Linked DNA regions of Pan troglodytes: region 1 is linked to region 2. Evidence: chromatin contacts called from public HiChIP or PLAC-seq data. All regions are on one chromosome and are shown on one strand. The core of a region is the stretch at or near the end of the contact, and the rest is flanking DNA. Distances in the headings are between cores, read along the strand shown.

The links. HiChIP or PLAC-seq counts read pairs in DNA pulled down with a chosen protein or histone mark.
Region 1: a contact with region 2 is called in an H3K4me3 HiChIP or PLAC-seq map of stem cell-derived excitatory neurons, with 5 times the contacts expected there. The contact joins the promoter of COX18 here to the promoter of ANKRD17 in region 2. A contact is called at or near these places in 1 of 7 Hi-C or Micro-C datasets (stem cell-derived neural progenitor cells) and 1 of 1 datasets of contacts at active chromatin or transcription factors (stem cell-derived excitatory neurons).

What each region holds. Positions count from the first base shown.
Region 1 is chr3:57,042,494-57,046,080 of NHGRI_mPanTro3-v2.0_pri, forward strand. COX18 (cytochrome c oxidase assembly factor COX18) reads left to right here and starts at 2,272. Exons shown (of 5, transcript XM_009447750.5): 1 at 2,272-3,587. The coding sequence starts at 3,572.
Region 2 is chr3:56,853,964-56,857,760 of NHGRI_mPanTro3-v2.0_pri, forward strand. ANKRD17 (ankyrin repeat domain 17) reads left to right here and starts at 1,900. Exons shown (of 33, transcript XM_063809573.1): 1 at 1,900-3,200. The coding sequence starts at 2,808. It overlaps LOC107974297 (a long non-coding RNA gene), which reads right to left and starts at 2,188. Exons shown (of 3, transcript XR_010156574.1): 1 at 2,071-2,188.

The DNA of each region.
Region 1 (3,587 bases), core at 1,022-3,521, 190 kb after region 2:
TAAATAGCTTATTAACTAATCCTGTCTTGTTCTTCACAAAAATAATAGTCCATGCGTGTTTTGACTCAAATAACCTAAATACACATTTTGTAAAAATTTTGTACCCTATATTACTTATTTTTAAAACAGTACAGTGTTAGACTAAACAGGAAAACTCAAAGTTATAAAATCTCTTCAGATCCTCTAGTTTATTAAATCTATTTTCATGTTGATGTTTTTCACAACACTTATTCCCACAGATCTGGCATTACAGAACATTTAAAGTGTACCAAAACATTGTTTTAATAACAGATTTTAAAATCAGGATTATTTCAAAATGATTAAAATAGCAAAGAACAACCAAGTCACTGCTTTTAATCACTATAAGCAGAAATTCAGTATTCCATTCTCAGTATATTTTACTTACGTAAATGAATCTATGCAGATATCTTACACTTTTAATGTTTGCTGTCCTTGACACTAAATTCCGAATGTTCCTTAATGTCTTTGGAAATACATATACTATTGATAAATGCTTGCTTAAGTCACAGCATTTGATTAACTCAGGTGACTGGAATTTAAGATGGGGCATTATCAGTGCTTTAATAAGTCTTAATGTGTTGCACACCTTGATTGCAAAAATATCACTTGAATTTTGGATAAGTGTAAAAGAAAATGTGCTACTGTGGCTTTGACAGAATACCTTTATAACGTAAGAAAGTACAAACCTAATATCTGTGGTGTAGGAGGTTGCATATTATACTTCTGCTTTTAAATGAATTCACACTTCTGAAAAACAAAAGCCAACTTTGCATTTTCAATGCTTGAAAACCAATGATAAGAAAGATGTCAAGGGGATGTCTTTCAATAAAGAGAAAAAAGCCAATTCTAAATTAGGTAGCTTTGGTTTTGAGAAGTAATGCCTTAAGTAAGAAAGAAAAACTGAAATCTTAATCTGATTCTAAGGGATCACTAACAATTGCTCATGGAAATAGTTTATTTCTTAAAGGTGTTTTGTTGTTGTTTTATATATACCCTAGTAAGCTACAGTCATTTAGTTTGACAAACATTTCAGAAGGCATATTTGGGAAAAGAGAAGACTAAATGATTACATGATAATTACACCCCATATTCAAATTTTCAGCACTTAATTCAGGCTACTACAACAAAAATACTGTTGACTGAGGAGATTAACAGAATGTGTTTCTCACAGTTCTGAGAGCTACAATGTCTAACGTCAACATGCCAGCCTTTATGGTTTCTGTTGAGGGCCTTTTCTCTGGTTTGCAGAGGGCTGTTTCCTTTTCAGTTTCTTCGTGTAGGGCAGAAAAAGGTCATCTTGCTTTTGTCTTTTCCAAGAGACAGGATCTCTGTCACCCAGGCTGGAGTGCAGTGGCATGATCATAGCTCACTACAACCTCAAACTCCTAGGTTCATGTGATCCTCCCCACTCAGCTTCCCAAAGCACAGGGATTTACAGGTGTAAACCACCATGCCCAGCCTTGTTTCTTCCTATGAGGGCACTTACCCAATTCGAGAGCTCTACCCTTAAAACGATTACCTCCAAATACCATCACCTTGGGGTTTCAAAAAAGAATCTGGGGAGGACAAAAACATTCAGTCCATAGCAAGCTCCATTCCTGTGTTTGGCACCATGATGGTTAAGAATTACAGAGACTGCAGAAAGAAAATGTAATACGTAGTCTCTTCTTAAGGAATTTAAAGTTGAGAAATTAACTGACATAACACTAATATCAAAGACTGGAATAAGCTAATTATAAATGTTGAACTTTTAAAAATGTTTTAATACATTGCACAAGTTCATTTGCAAAGAGGATTGACAAATGATTTCAGTTGGTCCACTCAATAGTTGTAGATCATTTTGTACTGTACTCTGAAACAAAAGATACAAAATAATCACAATGTTGTATAAACAGTACCTATACATTAGTAGTAACACTTTCTTTTGCATTGGGCTTTAAAATTGACAACTACTTACCCCAACATCCTCTACCAAGTAGATAGCAAGTTCTAGTCATCCCTGTTATATAGATTAAGAAATGTGTTTATACACATATATGAAATTAGCAGAAACTAAATATTCATAAATTTTATTTAGATCAATATTCAAACTTAAGGAAATACTTTTTAAAATAAGAATGTAATATATGAACACAATGTATAGCAAAAAATGTGTTCCAACACTGAAATCTCATTTGTGACCCCTGATAGAACTCCACAAAATTAAATCTTAGGAATTGAAGAACAGCTTACAGCTTTTTTTTTCTTTTCTTTTCTTGCTTTTTTTTTTTTTTTTAAAGAGATGGGAATCTTGTTGCTACCCAGGCTGGAGTGCACTGGCTCGATCATTGCTCGCTGCAGCCTTGGACTCCGGGGGGGCTCAAGCAATTCTCCCACCTTAGCCTCCTGGTAGCTGAGACCACAGATGCAAGCCACCACATCTGGAGGATTTTTGTATTTGTTGTAGAGATGAGGTCTTGCCATGTTGCCAAGGCTGATCTCTAACTTCTGCCCTTAAGGTATCCTCCCATCTTGGCCTCCCAAAGTGCTGGGATTACAGGCGTGATCCACTGTGTCTAGCAAAAATAACTTTAAAATTCTGTTCAGATTATGAACAGCTGAACAGTAGTAGCAACTGATGGCTTTTTTGTTAGCTTAATAAATGGATAAAGAAATAGATTGGTAGGTTTTTCTTTTAGAAAAAGTTTATATATAGCATGTGTTGTGCTGTGTGTTTAAACACATTTAAAAATTCATGTATAGATTTATCAGTCAGTTTGGAAAGCAGATGAATTCCAGAATCCTGAGAAAGTTATCGTAGGGTACCCTTGGTTAGGTGCACAGTGAAGGGCAAACGATAGCTGGCGTTTGACATTACCCAACATTGTTGGAGGCTTCTTTTCCTAAGTAAGTAAATAAATAAATAAAAATCAAGGTTTACTCCTCACAACATATTTTAGTCTGTAGTCTAGGGGTGACCCTTCGGTGAGGAAACTCCTCCACAACATTCCATTTTGTTGTTTCCAGGAACACAAAAGTTAAAACTATATAGTCCATGTAGATTCAACGTATTCCTTTAAACCAGAAGACAGCCAGTGCTGCTGTTCAGGCTCTTTAAAGCTTATATAGGATACAAGTAAACTCAAGGAATTCACCGTACTGCCAGTGAACTGCCAGTGATAGTTTCCCTTAAATAAAGAGATGACACTTTTACTATAAGATTTTTGCTGCTATTTATCATGGAAGACAAAACACCGAAGAAATTCAGTTTGCAGGTGGTGGTCAAAATACTAACTGGAACAGATGGGCCAATTAAATCTACAAGAGACTGAACTATCCCTCGTGCTTAACACTCAGGGTCAGCAAGAAACATGCGTCTCTCTACAAGCAGGTACTTTAGCAACGTGTGACTCTTGAGTATGATAATCTATCGTAATCGCTAACGGAAGCAATCAGGTGCACGTAAAGAGGCTGGGGATCAGCTTCTGGTCACAAAAAACCGAGCAAGGATAATTCCACTACAAATGACTATTAGCTTTAGTGAAAAAGAATGGTAAGTTAGACGGTGTAGATGAACTTTACAAGGC
Region 2 (3,797 bases), core at 650-3,149:
GCACTTTGGAAGCCGAGGTGGGGGAATCACCTGAGGTCGGGGGTTCGAGACCAGCCTGACCAACATGGAGAAACCGTGTCTCTACTAAAAATACAAAATTAGCCGGGTGTGATGGCACATGCCTGTAATCCCAGCTACTTGGGAGGCTGAGGCAGGAGAATCGCTTGAACACGGGAGGCGGAGGTTGCAGTGAGCTGAGATTGTGCCATTGCATTCCAGCCTGAGCAACAAGAGCTAAACTCTGTCTCAAAAAAAGAAGTTCATCACATGACTATAACCAACTACAAGGAAAGCTGTGAAATTTAGTTTAGCTGTGTGCCTGGGAAGAAGAAATAAGTTTCATGGGCTAGTCAGTCCCTGCCAGAGGTTCTAACGGGGGAAAAAAAAAGTTAGATAAAAATAAAAGAAAGTGACTTTACAGGCCTTGTCCATTTTAATAGTTTTGAACCTTATCCTACTAGTGAAACAGGATCATCATTTCACTATTATATTAAAGAGCAAAAAACTCATTTTCTTCCAAACAATGAGATTACTTTAAAGAGAGCATTTTTGGTAGCACGATAGACACAGAGACTAGACTGCAGAGGGCTGACAAGTCAATTTCAGAAAACAAAAAAGACACTGAATGTAGACACTTTTTTTTTTGAGATGGAGTCTCGCTCTGTCGCCCAAGCTAGAGTGCAGTAGCAGGATCTCAGCTCACTGCAAACTCCGCCTCCCAGGTTCAAGCGATTCTCCTGCTTCAGCCTCCTGAGTATAGAATACTTTTTAAAGAAAGAAAGTTTGCTTGTGAAGGAAATAATTGAAAGCTACAGAAGAATTAGCTAAGGAACCAGAATTTGTAGAAGGTTGACAACAGAAAAGATAATAAATGCATGAGAAAGAGGGGTATTGGAACTAGAATATGTATTAAGAGTTAATCTCACATATGAACAGGGAGTCTCTCATTCGTTGATAATGGAGAAAAGGCAATCTCAGGAAATTTCTAGCACTTGGAAAATTGTGAAGTTCTAAGTTAAAAGTCATATAATGAAATGGGCTGGGATTTAAAGATTGCGAAAAGTATTCAAGTGGAAAGGGAGAAAAAGATGCTGAAGAATATACAAAGTAGGAGGGAGGGATGCAGCTGAAATTATAAAATCTAAATCAGTAGTGGTGAGATACACAATGCAGTGCTCTGTTCTACACTGGAACTCAGCAACGACTGTAGGAGAGGAATAGGCAGATGGTTACCACTCCGTATATATATTTACTATAGCACTTATTACACTGTAAAGCCCCTGGAAACAAGAGACTTTGATTCCACAAATTATGCACACAGTAGGCACATGATGAATTTTTGTTTGAATGAATTGATTTAGTCATTGCCAATTCTGCCATGGTACTCTGTAGAGTACTGGCAACTGCCCACATTTCATATGGTATGCCAATGCTAAAAAGAAAAAAAATGCTAAAAAAAAAAAATCCAGGCATATTCAGCTAAACTTAGCAGTCTTAAAATGGCAACTATGTCAGCTGAGACATACTTTTAATCTTGTGCCAGTACATCTGTCTTTGATGTTTGCTTCATTTTCCTTATGCCACTATACTCCTACTAGACCAGAAAGGGATAATTCTGAGTTCAATGGGCTCCACTATCATTTCAAAAGTCCTGAAACTTCTTCAGACACCTAAAAATGAACCCACAACTCCCATAACAGCATTCCTTCCGAGAGAAGTATACAGACAACAATCACTATTTATGCTTGCTTCCAAGCTGAATCGAAGAGGACCGGAAGAGCTAAATCAGGGTCATTCAGTGAATCGTCTACAAAGTCTGGCACAGACCACGCATCCTTCCCGTGTCTTCCTCCCCTTGGAAACTTGAGGTGTAAGTAATGATCTTAGATATCTCCTAATCGACTGCCTTCATATTACACACGTGTAAACTCAGGTAGAGGATGTCTATGAGCCGAGCTTAAACTCAGGTAAAGAAGGCTCTTTTCCCAACACGACGCCATCTCTCATGATCCAAAGCTCTATCTCTCGATTTGGCGGTGGAAAAAAATGACCAGGAATAAAACTACGTACAGCAGTCCAGAACGAGGCCCCACCTCCCGGATCTGGCGGACCGGCCTCCCGTCAGCAAAGTGTCTGGACCGCGCTTCCGCACCTCACACTGCCCGGGGCCGGCTCCTCTCCAGCCTCCCCGTACTCCCCACACGTCGCAGCACTGCGCGCCCGCGGGGCCCCAGACCCGGCCCTTGAAATCTCACTTTCGCCTTTCGGCCACCCGCGCGCCACGGCTCAGGCGACGACTGATGGCGTCACTGCACTTCCGCCTGCGGCTGCGTTCTAATCACAAGCCAGGAAGGAAGAAGGGAGGGCTGCAGGGCTGTGTGTGCGGGAAATAGCGAGGAAAGAGGAGAAATCCGGGAGCTCGCGGGCGCTCTGGTTGCAATCGCGCCCCCCTCATCTGTCCCCGCCGTTCCCCTTCGGAAGCTGCCCCAGGCACACTTCCCCGCTTCTTTCCAGTCTCCTCTCCTCTGGTTCTCCCGACACCCGGTCTCCCTGTTACGCCTCACCCTCCTTCCCTTGCTCCCTCCCTTTCCCTCCCTCCCTCCCTCCCATCGTCAGGCTCCCCGCCCTTAGTATCGCGAGACGAGGTGAGAGCTGGCGGAGCGGCGGCGGCGGCGGCAGTAGAGGTGACCGAGGCGGTGGCGGCGGAGGCGGCACCGATTGCTGTGTCGGCCCCAGTGCGGCCGAAGTCGCGGTAGAGCGTAGCCCCACGCCCCTCCCCCGTCCGCGCCCTCCCTCTTTCCCTGGGGATGGAGAAGGCGACGGTTCCGGTGGCGGCGGCGACGGCTGCAGAAGGAGAAGGGAGCCCCCCGGCGGTGGCGGCTGTGGCGGGCCCCCCCGCGGCGGCGGAGGTCGGCGGCGGCGTTGGCGGCAGCAGCGGAGCTCGCTCGGCCTCGTCTCCTCGTGGGATGGTGCGAGTCTGCGACCTGCTCCTGAAGAAGAAGCCGCCGCAGCAGCAGCACCACAAGGCCAAGCGTAACCGGACTTGCCGACCCCCCAGCAGCAGCGAAAGCAGCAGCGACAGCGACAACAGCGGCGGCGGTGGAGGCGGCGGTGGAGGCGGAGGTGGCGGCGGCGGCACCAGCAGTAACAACAGCGAGGAAGAAGAGGACGACGACGACGAGGAAGAGGAGGTTTCTGAGGCAAGGGCCTGGTTTCAAAGGAAGGAGGGAGGAAGGGACTGTAAGGGATAGGGGCCGAAGGTGGGAGGGGATTTGGAGTGGGACAGACTCCAGTGGGTTGATCTCTTAGGGGCCAGGCTTTCGACTGCCCCCTTTCTTCCCTCGGCCTAAATCGTGAGGTGTGGGAATGTGGGGGAGGGTAGCTGACACGTGGGGGTGGGAGGACCACGGAGTTCACAGAGTTGGTGAACAGCCTGTTATCATGGGATCGCTCACTTGGTTAAGGATGGAGGGAATTGGTTAGATTCCCTGTTTGCACGCCGGGGGGTGGGGGGGTGGTCTGCCTGGGGCCAGTAGGGCCACCTTAGTCTGAGGCGGGATCGGGATCAAAGCGGGAGGAGTAAAATAATGGGTAAATGAGTCTCTTGGGGACCAACTAGGAGGTTGATCAACTTCTCCCAGTTGTGAGGTGGAGGGGAGCAGTTTGAGGGGGGACGTAAGGTTGTAATGGACTCAGAGCTAAGTGTTTGTGTATGTGAGGGACACGTGAGAAGCTGTACTTTTCCATACTGTTCTGCAGGGTTTTTCGTAACTATCCTGGCTGCTGAAGTAACTTCA